2 separate regions of the Mus musculus genome follow, and region 1 is linked to region 2. A link is a contact called in public Hi-C data. All regions are on one chromosome and are shown on one strand. The core of a region is the stretch at or near the end of the contact, and the rest is flanking DNA. Distances in the headings are between cores, read along the strand shown.

Region 1 (7,655 bases), core at 1,181-3,680, 2.0 Mb before region 2:
GTACTGCCTCCTCCTCAACAGTACAAGAGAATCAGAGAGCCCAAAGTTACAGAGACTCTTCCATGAACACTGGTATGTCCTCAGAGGCAGGGGAAGGCAGAGGGCTGTCTCCATTAAAACACTAGAAACCTGGCAGCTGGACAAGGGCTGTCTCCATTAAAACACTGGAAACCTGGCAGCTGGACGCACTGTGTGTTGCTCTGGACCTGGACCCCTCAGGGCAAAATTGGAACAAGTGGCAGAGACAGGTAAGGAATTGAGTGAGAGGCCAGCATCAAATGTGAGCTTCCACAGCCTACAAGAAAAGGCGTTTCCAGTTAGAAAGTATGCAGAGATGATAAACACTAAAAGGGCAACGCCATGTGTAGGACACCACAGCCAATCCTAACTGGTGAGTTCACGGAGATAGTGAAACAAGAGTCTTAGCACTATCCGTTTACTTCTGTGTAAGTGGAAAACTATTTCAGAACAAATCTGTATAGGGGAAAATGTATTTTGAAAGTTGGAGGAAGGAGAGACAGATAGGTAACTACAAGACAGCGTTAGAGGAGGGAACATGAAGATAAGGAACAACAGAAAAGTCAAAGTTGCCTGAATGCTGCCAGCACCAGGCCACTGACCTTACCCTACTCAGCATCCGGTTCATACCTCGTTAACAAGAAAGCCACCCAGTCCTGAGAAAAGTGGAATGAGCTTCACAGCATATAACCCACTCTGCAACAGTTCCTTAGCAATGTTTACCTCCCAGACTGGGTCCCAAAAATTCGACAAGATGTAGGGGGAAGGAGAGAAAGGAGGCCGGAGACGGCTCTGTGGTTGCACGCTCTCGCTATTCCTGCTAAGAACCTTGAGTTGTGTTCCCAGCACCGACACTGGGCAGCTCACTACACCAGCTTCAAGAGATTTGATGCCCTCCCATGGATTCTATAGTCACACATGCAAACACACACAAAAGAAATAAATGAAATCATTGAGAGGATTACTTACTTGTTAAAAACAATAATGAAGGCGACAGCAAGGACAACAGCAGCAGCAGTTTTTGCTCTATGTTCTCTACACACCCAGCCTGCCAGGGAGCCTCGCACAAGCATCACACAGCGGCGCTACAAACACTCCAGAGCGCCGGAACCTGTTTAATCACCATTTGCAGACAGGGGGCTGAGGCGGAGAAGAGTTGAGCCACAACCACAACACATCAAAGGCAGTGCTAAGACATGAGCCCAACTATGCTGACACAAAACTTAACTATCCTGTTCTGCAAAATAGACTGAGTCCGACCCCAGGATCATTTATTTCAGCTAACTAGCTTGCTTGCACACAGTGTAGGAGCTAAGGCAAGGGATTTTTCTAAGTGGTTAACTTCTGTTTATGCTCTCTGGGCACAACTGGACTGAAAGGAAGAGACAAAGAAGCGAGAGCAGTAAGAAAATCCAGTCCCGTTCCCACAGAAAGCAGTTATAACCATTCATTCTGCACTGGTCAACGGGAAAGAGCTGGGGTCTGAAACACAGATAAAACAGGAGGAGCAGCGAAGACCACGGGAAGACCTCACGTTAGATAGCACCGTCACTTCGTCTCAGTGACACCAAATGAGCTCAACAGAGGCAGAACCGTTCCAGTTCAGTTTAGTAGAATTAAATATTCCCAGTTCAATTTAGTAGTTCAAAATATGTCAAGACATACTATTTTAATTGATGATAATCAATTTTTGGAATTCTTATAGTCACTAGATATAGTGATCCAGTATTCAGCACTGTTAAAAAAAATCACCTTAAAAGAGAGGCATGTTTGTTTTTCTAAAACCCTCCTGTGGCTCTGTCCCTGGCACAGGCAGGCCCTCTAACTCACTCTTGTCAATAGCAGCAAAAGGCATGAATAGGCAGAAAACCCCACACCAGCTGACAAACCTTTCTTACTGTTGCTTGCTGTGTATCTCAGACTTTGATATGCATGCCCCAATGCAAACTAACTCTGAGAACTGTAATTCCACTTTGAAGGAACAGACCACAATGGCCCATAGCCACAAGCCAGACCATCCTAGTTAGCTCAGAGTGGTCAATCTAGCGTTTGTAGAGTCTTTCATTAGGTCACAGAGCCTTCTCTAGACTCAAACAGTTAACTGATCCTGTGACCGCCATTACTTTATCTGTAAAATGAGATGAACAAAATTCGTTTCACATAGTAGTACCAGGACTAAATGAACTATGTGAAGAGCAAGCTAGCAACTGTGCACAGCACCCCTTAGGAACTCAGAAGCATGAGCAACTAGACAAAAACATGCCTCTGTGTCCTGAAATGACGGCAAAAGTAGACTAAATTTGAAGGAAAAAAATAGTAGAAATGCATGAAACCCCAAAGAAAGGCAAGCGTGTGCATCAGTGCTAATTTCAGTTCAGGAGTTAAGCTAGGTGGGCAGAAGAGGATCTTCAGCTATGTGGAGCGCCATCTAGTGGAAGAAAAGCAGAGCACAGCTATGTATTATGATCAGAAGAACACCACTGTGAAAATGAGAATGAAAACTGCCCCTCCCCACTCCCTCTAATTTCTCAATGGGACCTGGAACCAGTAGTGACCCCCAAGTGTAGGATTTATGCTGAAGGGAGAGATCAAAGACGTTGCTCGCCCACATCCATGCCCTTTACCACGCCAAAGAAGAGCACCAGTAAGATGCCAGAACACCATTAAGACTCTTAAAATAGCAGCAGAAGCCGATTGGTGAAAATCATGGAAATTTACAGCCTCCCAGCTCAGAGCAAGCTCTCTTGTGCTGCAGTGTCCAGACACGCTCTAAGCTGTGGTCAAAAAAAGGTTTATGGAACTTCATTTGTTAAATTTAGGCTTAGGGTGCTGTGCCCTGACTAGCGTAATGAAATAAAACCAGGGCTGCTGGTTCTGATGGAATTAAAGGGGCTTCCTAAGCCAGAACTTCCAGGGCTGGAAAACTCAGATCACCCTCATATCAGAAGATTATCATGCATAATAATGCTAGGATCTGTGTGTGGTCACTAGACACAGTGTGTTTGCCAAGTGACACCAGTACTCACACACCTGTCTCGGGACAGTCCACAACAGCAGGCAGTAATACTTTAGAACCTATTGTGTGTTCTATATTACATGTGTGTGAACCACCAATCATACTAACAGAGCATTGGGTCCTCAACTTGTGAATGGGCAAATTGAGTGTCTGAGGAGTTAAGCAATTGGACAAATCTGAAGGGTGTCACCTTGCATAATCAGAGAATTCTTTCTGCACCATTTGGTCTTTGTTGGTTGGGTATGGCTACTCCCTAAGGAAATGCCATCCACCAGTCTCCACACTGGCGGTAGGCACAGTCTGCCCCTCTATAGCACGTGGAACCTCTTCTGCTCAGCAGATCACTGGTGCAAGGCTTTGCAGTTAATTAAGCTCTATAGTTAGAGCAGTCGCAGTGCCTGCTTGCACACTACCCCAGGCTCCAAAGCACAAGGCAGAGTGACCTTGATTAATTAGCTGACTCTCCTAATCAGTTTTCTCATCTGTAAAATGAGCTATTCTTTCTTTCCCTTCCCTTCCCTTCCCTTCCCTTCCCTTCCCTTCTCTTTTCTTTTCCTTCCTCATTTTTTTCTTTTCTTTTTTCATTGAGATGGGTTTCTCTGTGCAGCTCTGGCTGTCCTGGAACTCACTCTGTAGACCAGGCTGGCCTCAAAGTTAGAGATCTACCTGCCTCTGCCTCCTGAGTGTGGGGATCAAAGGTGTGTACCAGGACTGCTGGGCATGGTATATTCTTTTAACAATGTTAGAAGAATTAAATGAAACAATATACATAAATCATGAAAATGAGAAAGGGCCCTGGATAAGCAGCAGCTTCAACAATAGTAATTTCAAGTCATATATGTTTAAATATGCTCCCTTCAAGAAAGCCAAGGCTATTGATTGTGGAAATATAACCTTGTGCGTTAGCATTCCCTCATTCCCTCCCTCGCTCACTCCCTCCTTCCTTGCCTTCCTTCCCTTTCTTCCTTTTGAACCTGGCTTTGAAGGATAGGGACTTTCTCATTATACCAGAAACTAAGTAAGAATCTAATACACTCTGAACCAGTTGATTCCTTGGTGACCAAGAATTAAAAACAAAGAGCTCTGTCTGCAGGTTCTACAGGCTCTTTCACACAGCAGGCCCTGAGAGAAGGTTTCAGTAGCACACTTTCTAGGCCACGTTGCCCGCTTTCTCTGACTCTCGGGATGCATACATAAGTAAGACTCCTCACCTTGAACACCCACCAAGGCTCATGCTAGTGTAGCTGGAAAGCTCAGGACACAGTGGGTGGCCTTTCTGTTAAAGCACATTTTCAGACACCTCTTTTAAAAAATTCATCATCACTAACGGAAATTCCTAGTGGGCTTCTACCATAATCAAACTTTTATTTAAAAACAACACTGAGTAACAGCCTTTTACATCCTTTCTTTTTTTATTATTAGACATTTTCTTTATTTACATTTCAAATGCTATCCGGAAAGTTCCCTATACCCCCCTCCCCCCCGCCCTGCTCCCCTACCCACCCACTCCTGCTTCTTGGCCCTGGCGTTCCTCTGTACTGGGGCATATAAAGTTTGCAAGACCAAGGGGCCTCTCTTCCAGTGATGGCCGACTAGGCCATCTTCTGCTACATATGAAGCTAGAGATATGAGCTCTGGGGGTACTAGTTAGTTCATATTGTTGTTCCACCTATAGGGTTGCAGATCCCTTCAGCTCCTTGGGTGCTTTCTCTAGCTTCCCCATTGGGGGCCCTGTGTTCCATCCAATAGCTGACTGTGAGCATCCACTTCTGTATTTGCCAGGCACTGGCATAGCCTCATACAAGACAGCTATACCAGGGTCCTTTCAGCAAAATTTTTCTGGCATATGCAACAGTGTCTGGGTTTGGTGGCTGATTATGGGATGGATCCCCGGGTGGGGTAGTCTCTGGATAGTCCATCCTTTCGTCTTAGCTCCAAACTTTGTCTCTGTAACTCCTTTCATGGGTATTTTGTTCCCTATTCTTAACAGATCCTTTCTAAGCACTAAAGAATTGAAGTTCCAGGCCTGACTCTCTAAGCTCTGCCTCCTTTCCATTTTGGAGCCAGAGATGCCTCACTGGGGAAACCACACACACACACACACACACACACACACACACACACACACACACAGACACACACACACAGACACACACACACACAGACACGATGGCAGGACAAGGATAAAACTACAGACCTTGCAAGATCCTGAATGGGTCAGAGAGAACGCACTGGAAGCACCTGGCACTAAAGAGGCCCTCTACCCGCTTGCTTGTATTTTAACCATTCATAAGTGCTGTCCCAGAGAGAAAAACACCTCGCTTCCTGTTTTAGTAAACATGTATGCCTTTCTCTCTCCCTTCTTCAGTCAGACAGATGACAAGTGGCAAAGGGGTCTGGTGATACCCAAGTTGAAGCTGGCACAGCTTCAGGGCAGTTCAGTTGTTCCTCTGACTTCCCATTTCTGGCTAAGCATGTCCTCAGTGGTATACACTTTTAATCCTAGCACTCAGGAAGTCAGGCAGCCAGACAGGAGGATCTCTATAAACTCGAATTCCAGACCAGCCTGGTCTACATTGTAAGTTCTAGGCCAGCCATGGTTACATAGTAAAACCCTGTCTAAAAATAGAAAAAGGAAAAAAAGAAAGGGAGGGAGGGAGGGAGGAAGGGAGGGAGGGAGGGAGGGAGGGAGGGAGGGAGGGAGGGAGGGAGGGAGGGAGGGAGGAAAATTTCTGGCTGGTGCCTGGAACTGCAAATTAACTCCTTCAGGTAAGGAGATGTATATGCTATGTGCCATGAGCTTTCAGGATTCTAACGATTCTAGTTTGACTCTACTTCCAAAATTAAAAAAAAAAAAAATCCCATTATGAACTTCAGAAGGAAGGCTGATTGCAGTGGAGTGCACTGGCTTAACAAGTTCCTCAGGAAAGAAAAAAAGTAAATAAACATCTGATTCTGAGCAGATCTGACAACATCTTCTCATTATCTCCTGAGAAAGATCCCTACTGTTCCTCCACACTCAGAATCCTGGCAAGCTCTCCTGCTCTCCTGCTCTCCTGCTGGCTTTCACCGCACATTTCACTTGGAGCTTCCCCTCCTTCCTCAGTGATGTGTACCTTAGAGACCTCACCCCCGCCCCCCAGGCCTGGTTGTCCACAGAGGTCAGGAGAAGAGGGCTCAGTGGCTGTCAACTCCCAGCCTACTTTCACTCTTTCACCTCTATGGTAATCACTCCAGGAAGGCCTGAGTTCTGTTTGCAAAGCCCAAGCAAGTATGGAACTTGACCAATACCTCCTAAAGACAGGAGGCCAGGGGAGACCAGGTCTGCCCCTAACAGGCTCCCACTCTCCCACCAGAGTGAGGAGAACTAGACCCCAGCATCACACCAGGGCGGAGGTGAGCACTGGACATCACTGCAAATGAGAAGGAAGCAACGGAGCCCTGCCCTTTGCTGGGGGGAGGAGAGCAGACGGAGGAATTAAAGCAGAAACCTGGAGGGAGAGGAATAAAATTAGACAACACATCATGTATCTTTCAACCCAATGTGGTCAGGGAGCAAGGGAAGGAACTGCACTTCAGGCAGCCCGGCTTTCCAAGTCTGCGCCTGTCACTAACCAACTCTCCTACAGCAACCTCACTTCCCAGACCTCCGAGGGTCAGAACAGAATAGCATGGCAAAACCCAACAACCCACTTTTGCCTTCTCTCTGACGCCCTCAAAGGGTGCCATTTCTGATAAGCTGTACAACTGAAAACCTAGCCCAAAGACCTCTCCATCCCTGGGGTGTCGGCGGTAATTAGAATTCCAGCATCGCCTGGGACAGAGGGGCTCAGAAACACTGTTCTAGTTCCTCTGAACCTCTGATCGCTCTGTATCCCAGAACAACAGCTGGGAACTGAGTTCCTAAGGAAAGAAGACATCTATAAACCTGAAACTTACTCTCTCCTACAGTGGAGCATAGCCGCCTTCTAACTCATCAGCACAAAAAAGCCTGGCACACAGGCTGGGTCCCAAAGGTCCAAGTGCTGGAACACTGTATCTCTCTGTAAAGCACTGCATAAAACTCAGAAGTGGCTGACCTCAAACTGAGTCACTACATCCATCCCCTCCAAACGCAAACTCCAATAACTCACAACCAGAAGCGAAACAAACAAACAAACAAACAGTAATGGCAGCCTCCTCTGGATGAGGTAGGGAATCACTCTCTGGAGTGTACAGGTGCCACACCTAAACAGCACTCTGCTAATCTCACCGCTGAGCCCTCACTCTACAGGTCTGGGCGCATTCAACCAAAGCAAACCGATTTCCCAAAGGGAGTCCCCCAAATGGAAGCCACGCCACACCACTGAGTTCTGTTCATTATAAGGAAATATGGGCTAATGGCCCTCTTTCTGCATATACCTAGGCCCACACATAGCTTAAATAATGCAAAGGACCCTAATATTTGAGAAGCCGAGGTCCGATGGGTCACACGAAAACCATCATTTTGAAATAGCAACAAAGGGCTTATCAGCGTGAATGCACAGACAGTCTCACATCACTCTGCTTCCTCCTGTAAGCAACAACAACTAAATATAACTTGGCAGAAATAGCCACCAATCTATACATTATCACATAATTA
Region 2 (7,282 bases), core at 1,613-4,112:
CTTTTGCAGTTTAGTATACATGTCCTTGATGTTGTACTTGTATCATCTTAGACTCTCAAAGCTGGGGGAAGATTCGGGGATTAATACCAATGTTATATTCACAGGAAAGGAACTGAAGCTTAATGATAGCCGGAGACTGGCCACACCTGTGAACACTAACAGCAGAGCGGCATCTGACACCATGTGTTTCAAGCTCTAGTTCACAGTCCTCACATTGCCCAGGTAGCTGTCCTGTGTTGGTGGATGTGGGAAGAAGCTAAGGGGATGAAAGATGGTGTAGATCCTTCAGAATCACAACACAAAGAACCCAGATGGCTCCTGATATCCCCTTGGAGTGACCTTGCTTCTGATAGGATGGTCAACTACAAAAGCATTCATTCAGTGGAATCCATCCTGGACAAGCCTAGCAGCCCCAAGGCCTGCCAAGCCCCTTTTCTTAAATGACTCCCAAGAAGTTTAGTGGTCAGGCTCAAGTCAGCTATACATGCTCACCATGCCTATACCTTCCTAAGGGGCCTAGCCCTGCCCTGAACTTACCTTGATGTGTAGTTGGATGTCCACATCACATGGCCGCAGGTTGCAGAGGCGACTTTCCTGCTCTGGCCAGCACCGGGCATTGACGTTAGAGATCCGAGTGGAGATACCTAGGCCACAGGTGGTAGAGCAGGGGCTCCAGGGACTAGTGTAGGCTATGCAGTTCTCATACCGTTGCTCCACGGCGCCTGACGCTGCTGTAGAGGAATACCACAGAACCTATGAGTCTGTAGCCTCCACGAGCTCCGGCAGCCCTCACCATTACCATGGGAAAAAAAAGCTATTTAGAATTCACAAGACGCAGAAAGAGGCAGAGACCAATAGACAGGTGAAGAATTTAGACAAGACAGACAGAAAGAATTGGGCTCTTCCTCCCCACAGGAGGACTAACTACCTTCTACTTAGTAGCCACACCTAGGTAGGGGGATTACATTCTCCTCCTTAACATTTTCTTCTCTGACCAAGTGATGCAACATAAAATCACAGAAGAATCATTGATCTAATCATCGTTAGAGCTGAGTGGACCCCAGGTTTCTATGATGGTTACTATTATCTGTAAATTGGACAGGGTCTAGAGCCACCTAGGAGACAGAGCTCTGGGGATGTCTGGCAAGGATTTTCTACATTGGGCTAAGAGAACTGAGAAGACCCACTTTAACTATGGGCATAAACTGGGGTTCCAGACTGAATAGAAAGGAGAAAGTGGGCTGAGTACCACTACTCATCTCTCCAGACTGGATGCCACATGACCAGACACCATCTCCTGCCACTGACACCTTTCCCACTACGATGGATGGTATCTCTTTTTGTTTTCATTAACATGAGATTTTATTTTTACATTTATTTTTACTTGTGTGTCTGTGTTTATGTCTGTGTATGAATGCCATGTGTGTGCTTGTCCTGGGGTAGACCAGAAGAGGGCATTTGAACCCGTGGAACTGGTATTACAGGCAACTGTGAACCACCAGGTAGCTATATATAAGTGCTGGGAACCAAATTAGGTTCTTTGGAAGAGCAGCAAGCACTCTTGAAACATGAGTCATCTCTCTAGCCCCTGCATCCCTTCTTAAAATTCGAAGCAAAATAAGCCCTTTCTCTTGTAAATTGCTTTCTTCAGGTATTTAGTTACAGCAACCAGAAAAGTAAGAATACAGTGACCACCTACAAGCTCTGGGACCTTCACACAGTACTTACTGGGCCTCAGTCATCGAATTAGAAGGATATCTACCTTGTGGGGCTACTGGAAAGGGTGGAGATTTTGACTGAGTTTATGCCATGCATCTACAAGTCATTGAGCAGGATCTGTTTGTTTGTTTTTTTTGTTTTTTGTTTTTTTGCTTTTTTAAGACACTGTCCATCCTACAGCCCCTCAGAAATGAAGTATATATCTGAAAGTTCAAAGGTGAGTCCGGTATCTGACATCCCATCTCAGTAAATCCAGAACATAGCAGCTGAAGAGACCATAGACTTCTGTGTCACAATCCCTGGGTTCATCTCTCTGCACTGCACTAGTTTGCAAATTGTGGGGTCCAGTGAGCTGGCTCTCACCTATAGGCCCCAGTTCCGCTATGTTAAAGAGAACAAGAACAGAGTTCCCAGGTCTGGGGTCTGAGAGGACAGAATCATGCATGTGACAGTGCATCAGATGTCCTTGGATTAGTGAATCCCTCTACATGGCAGCTGGTCCTGTTACTCAACTATGGACAAGTTGTATTATTTGCTCCTTGCTGGTCCTATGAACATACAGAATGTAGCATCTGATCAGTGCATACTTAGCCAGAGGTAAGCAGGGGAGAGTGGTGAGCTATGGAGGGAGACAGGTAATTAGATGGTAGGTGAGGCAGAACAGCCTGCAGAAATGTGGGACAGACAGACAGACATCCCACCTGTGCACTCATAGTAAATGGAAGAAAGGGGTTAGGGAGAGGAACCACACACACACACACACACACACACATACACACACACACGAGAGACAGAGACAGACACAGAGATGGAGAGACAGAGAGAGACACAGAGATGGATAGACAAAGAGATAAAGAAAGACAGAAGAGAATGAGAGCAAGGGCAGACAACGTAATCAAAACATTGGGGAAGGAAGAGAGGAAAAACACACCAGGCAGACGAGGAATCTATTTCAGGTAACAGAAATACAGTCCCTGGAACTTGCAGGTATGCTGCAAACATTGCTGGTGAGTGAATTTGGGAGTGAATTTGAGATAGGGAGGGCACCCACACATAGAAAGGAGACAGCAATGGAGGCATCCAAGGACAGAAGCAGACAGTCTGGGATGAGCTGGCTGGGAGCCTGTAGCAGGCATGGAGGGAGGGATTTGCCAGGGAGGATGAGAGGATAAAGGGCTTTGGTTTCTGGGTCTCCTCCATAAGGCTCCAGGGCCTCCGCCTGGGATGGCTAAGAACTGGGTCACTGGGTCACACACAATGGGCAGGCAGCCTCTGCCTCCCTCCACCACCCAGGGACTATTGTGCTATACTGAAGGCAGGTTTAGTGGGAAGAGCAGTCACGCTTCCCTGAGCTACCAGGGACCAAACCTTCCCTGCTACTGGCTTTCATCTCTACCACATTGTTTCTCCATGTGGAAGATTTTGTCCCCTAAGTCACATTTGTTAAGGTCTGGAGTTGTTTCAGATGGTCACAACTTGAGGATGTGTTGCTGTCATCTAAAAGGGCTGGCTAGGGATACTGCCAAGCCTGGAATGGCCCTTTCCTCAAAAATAAAATAAAATAAAATAAAATAAAACAAAAATCTTCTAATCCTTAGTGCTGCTGGCACCAAGGCCAAGAACACAGCTCTGCGCAGGCTCTGAGCAAACCCACACACTTTAAAAAACATTTTAAAAACATTAGCACCCCAAATCCCAGTGGTAAGCAGTCTTCTGTCCTTTGGCGTCACCTGACTCATTTTCCTCTAGCAGTGTCTGGATTCTGTGGCCACTGTGGCAGATTCTCTTGGATTCTCCTCATTTCCCCAGACTCTGTTTCTTCATAGTCCCTGGCCTCCTTTTCCCTTGTCTACTCCTCAAAAGTCATGCTCCCTAGACCTCTACTCCTCCGTCTCACTGTGTGTGCTACTCCCAGGACATATTAAAGACCAGCAGCTGCTCTCAGCAGAGCTCTCTTCCTGTGGGACTCCTTCTGTGAGGTTGCCCTGACTGGACATTTCTCCCTCTGAGCGCTCCTCAAACTCAGCCTGCTCATACCTGCTCATATCCTCTCCCTAAACGTGTTCCTTTGTTGTATTCTCTCCTGGGCAGTGGCCAGCCCCAGGAGCCACCCTGATTCCTCCCACCATGCCACACGCAGCACAGGTGCCAGGCCTTGAGGTGTTCTCCAGCACTGCTTCTTGTCCTTATCCTCTCTTCCCTGTTGTCCCCTCTGCCCTAGTTCAAAAGCCTAACTATGCATAAATATCCACCATCATCCAATCAGACACCATCTGTGCATATTTATCCTTTATCTACCCATATGTCACCTATCCATCCATTGTAATTATCTATCATCTATCTATGTATCTACCTATGTATGTATATTTGTATGTATGTATGTATGTATGTATGAATCTTATTCCACATATCTGTTTTCATCTAGTCTATAACCATTTCATCTCCATGCATGCCTTCATATACCCATTGATTTAGCTATCATCCATCCATCCATCCATCCACCCACCCACTCATTCATCTTATATCCAGTTATCCATCTATTTCACTCCCCTTCTCCCACCACTTCTCCTCTAAGCATCTATCCATATATCTATATATTGCTGATGTAGCATACACCCATCATCTATCTGTGATCTATTCATTCATCTATCTAGCCACCTAGAGCCAAAAACCTATCTGGCTACCTCTGCAAATACCAGCTGGATATTTTCCAAATATCTTGGAGCAAGTGCACCTGTGAATAAATGGTGAATAAATCACATCCCTGTCTTCCCTCACAGGGCTTCTTCTTCTTAGACTCACCTAGATAAATTTTCATCTGCTCACATGACCATAGCAGTAGAACCCTTGAGTTATCTGGAAAGTTCATCTACTCCTTCCAAGGCACTGCCACCTGCTCCTCTTTCTAGGTCCCTACCCACTCCCTGGGATACTTTAATAAGATAATAGAGGACTGAAAATGTCATGCCAGGCTTTTAAGTTAGGAGAAGCCCCCCCCCCCCAAGGTAGGCAGGAAAGATGGTGTCATTTGGATTTTATAGATGGAAAATTTGGGTTCCAGACAACATATCCATAAGGCCATATAACTGGTGAGTTGTGGAGAGAGTAATGGCCTGGGGACTTGATTTATGAAGAGAACATTTGGAATTTAGGAGCTCTATTATATTCAGGGATTTCACTTGCCCCTGCCCACACTTACCAAAGGCTCTGGTGTCCAACAGTGCAGTCTGGCGTGGTCTCCTTGCGTCATCATCACACACCCACTGCTCACAGCACTGGCCAGGGACTCTCACGTGCCGGGGCTGGCGGCACCAGAGGCGTGGGGGCCTGGGGCTTAGGCACAGCGGTGTGCAGCCCACCGTGCCATCAATGCAGGTACAGTTGTACCTGCAGTTGGGTTGGAAGGACTCGCCATTGGTGTAGCGTACGCCATCCAGGACACAGCCCACACCGACCACCTCTGCAAACACAGGTAGCAGACATGTCAGGCCAGGAGGTATGGGCTCTGTGCCAAGCTACTTCTGTGCAGTTTCCCTCTGCCTAAGATGCCATGCCAAGAAATCGCTCATATGAGAAAAGAGGGCCTGGTCCACATATCATCTGGCTGCACCCCAAGGACAAAGAGAGAGTCATGTGAAGAGATGGGGTGCAACAGGGAGAAAGGGAGAGAGGGTACTGTGAAGGTGCCCATGACATCAGGGGACAGCCATTGATGACCATGCTGAATGTTGGGTGGAAGGGTCAAGCACCTTAGTGCTAGAGCTCAGATATCTTTATTCCTACAGTGTTGCCAACACTGGTACTGGTGCATGCCTGTCTGAAGGAGGAAGGCATACACAGGAACCAGAACCCAGGAACGAAGTGGGCTGCCTTCTTCAGTACTGACTGTGGAGCCGGAGACCCAGTGCTGAACAGAATAACAATGGACTGGTCCTTGAAGTTCTCACAATATAGTGGGAAGATGGTTCAGTGGTTGTAGGAGTGATTGTTGATGGTGACAGCCACTGTGATAAGTGTTGGGAGATAAGGGAACAGGGTATTGGGTGTACACGTGGCTATAGACTGAGAGCAAGTGGGTAAGGAAGATCCTATGGATGTGAGAGGGCTTCCTTCAGCAAAGACCAGAAAGAGAGGAAGCCAGCCCAGGAGCTGATGACATTCTTGCTGCTAGGGAGGACATCTATTAGAGGTGTAAGAGCCTGGTGATGGAGTAACCTTGGGAGGTTGGGGTGGAAGAGAGACAGGAAGAGAGAAAGAAATAGGTGTGTTGGAGAAGACCAGATATAGCTTCCTTCTGTCTTAGAGGAAGTGGAACTGTCAGTTTCTATAATTCTTCCTGGCACAAGTAGGTGTTCAATAAGTAACTTGAATGAATGAGATGAATTATATACTTCACAAGAAAACTTGTGGTACTAAGTACACAATAGGCCGGAGAAGGCTACAGGATGGCATCACAGTGACCCAAGCAGAGATTGGGTCAAACCAAAGCAATGAGGAAGCTCAGCTTCCAGACACATTGGCAAAGACTCTTAGGAGTCAAGGAAGACTTTCAGCACTCTGTACTCAGTCTGAAATAATGAGATCTTCCATCATCTCTGGAGGACCTGAGACTGGGGCCAGTCTTCATTAGACATAAGATATAACTGTGTAGTTGGTTATGCAAGCTGGCCTTTTGTGGCTTGGCAAACCACTGGGTCAGACTCTAACCTTGGTGCTATGTGTTCCTTGGGAATAGCATCTGGAACTGTAGGCAAGGGGTCCTGGGACAAGAATGCCCACAGAGAAGGGACAGTTAAGAGCCTGCTGATTGCAGTAACTCTGTCGCGTCTCTGGGATTGGTGGGAGTGGTGGCTGGCAGTAAGCATCAGAGTTCCTGGCAGGAGCAATGACTTCTGTGTTTCCTGGCACATTTTGTTTTGTTAGGAAACACTTTGTTGTTTCCATTGTTATGTATAACAAGACAGTCTCAGCAAGGTGACATTGGTGCAATCTGGCCAAGGAGCAGTATGCCCAAGTATGTACGTCTATCTCTCCATTGCTACCATTCTCCGAATAGCCAGGAAGCAGGTGCTGGCACACGCTGACACAGCTTCTGGTCCATGACCTCACTCAGGTCTCCAGTGATGACTTCATCAGGAGAGCTTTGTTTACTTCACAGGGACAGGAGAGGGCTGGGAAAGGAAGGGATTCATTGGCTCAAAGAGCTGGTGAATGACAGAGTGGAAACAGCAAACCCAAGTCCTTCTTTTTACCTGACATCAGAAGAGGAGGGAGATGAGAGGAGAGGAAGGGGGATGATCAGGAAGAGAAAACAGAAAGCAGGATGTGAGGAGGCCCTTGAGCTTTGCCTCCTCAGTCACCCTGCCACTCTCTCAGATGCCAGGAAGGTGTGTATGTGCATATGTGTACATGTGAATGTGCACTTGCTAGTTTGTATATGTATTTGTTTACAAGACCATGTATGTATATGTTGTGTAAACAGATACGTGCATGACTGTATGAATCTCTCTCTCTCTCTCTCTCTCTCTCTCTCTCTCTCTCTCTCTCTCTCTCTCTCTCTCTG

The links. A called contact is a pair of places that touch in the nucleus more often than the background predicts.
Region 1: a contact with region 2 is called in a Hi-C map of rod photoreceptor, with 4 times the contacts expected there. A contact is called at or near these places in 1 of 39 promoter capture datasets (hippocampal neurons) and 1 of 484 Hi-C or Micro-C datasets (rod photoreceptor).

What each region holds. Positions count from the first base shown.
Region 1 is chr15:68,932,231-68,939,885 of GRCm38.p6, reverse strand. The region is part of intron 1 of Khdrbs3 (KH domain containing, RNA binding, signal transduction associated 3); the gene reads right to left. Among named protein-coding and RNA genes, the nearest start is that of Khdrbs3, 7.6 kb to the right of the region's middle.
Region 2 is chr15:66,910,726-66,918,007 of GRCm38.p6, reverse strand. Ccn4 (cellular communication network factor 4) reads right to left here. Exons shown (of 5, transcript NM_018865.3): 3 at 4,919-5,179; 4 at 538-731. Among named protein-coding and RNA genes, the nearest start is that of Ccn4, 23 kb to the right of the region's middle.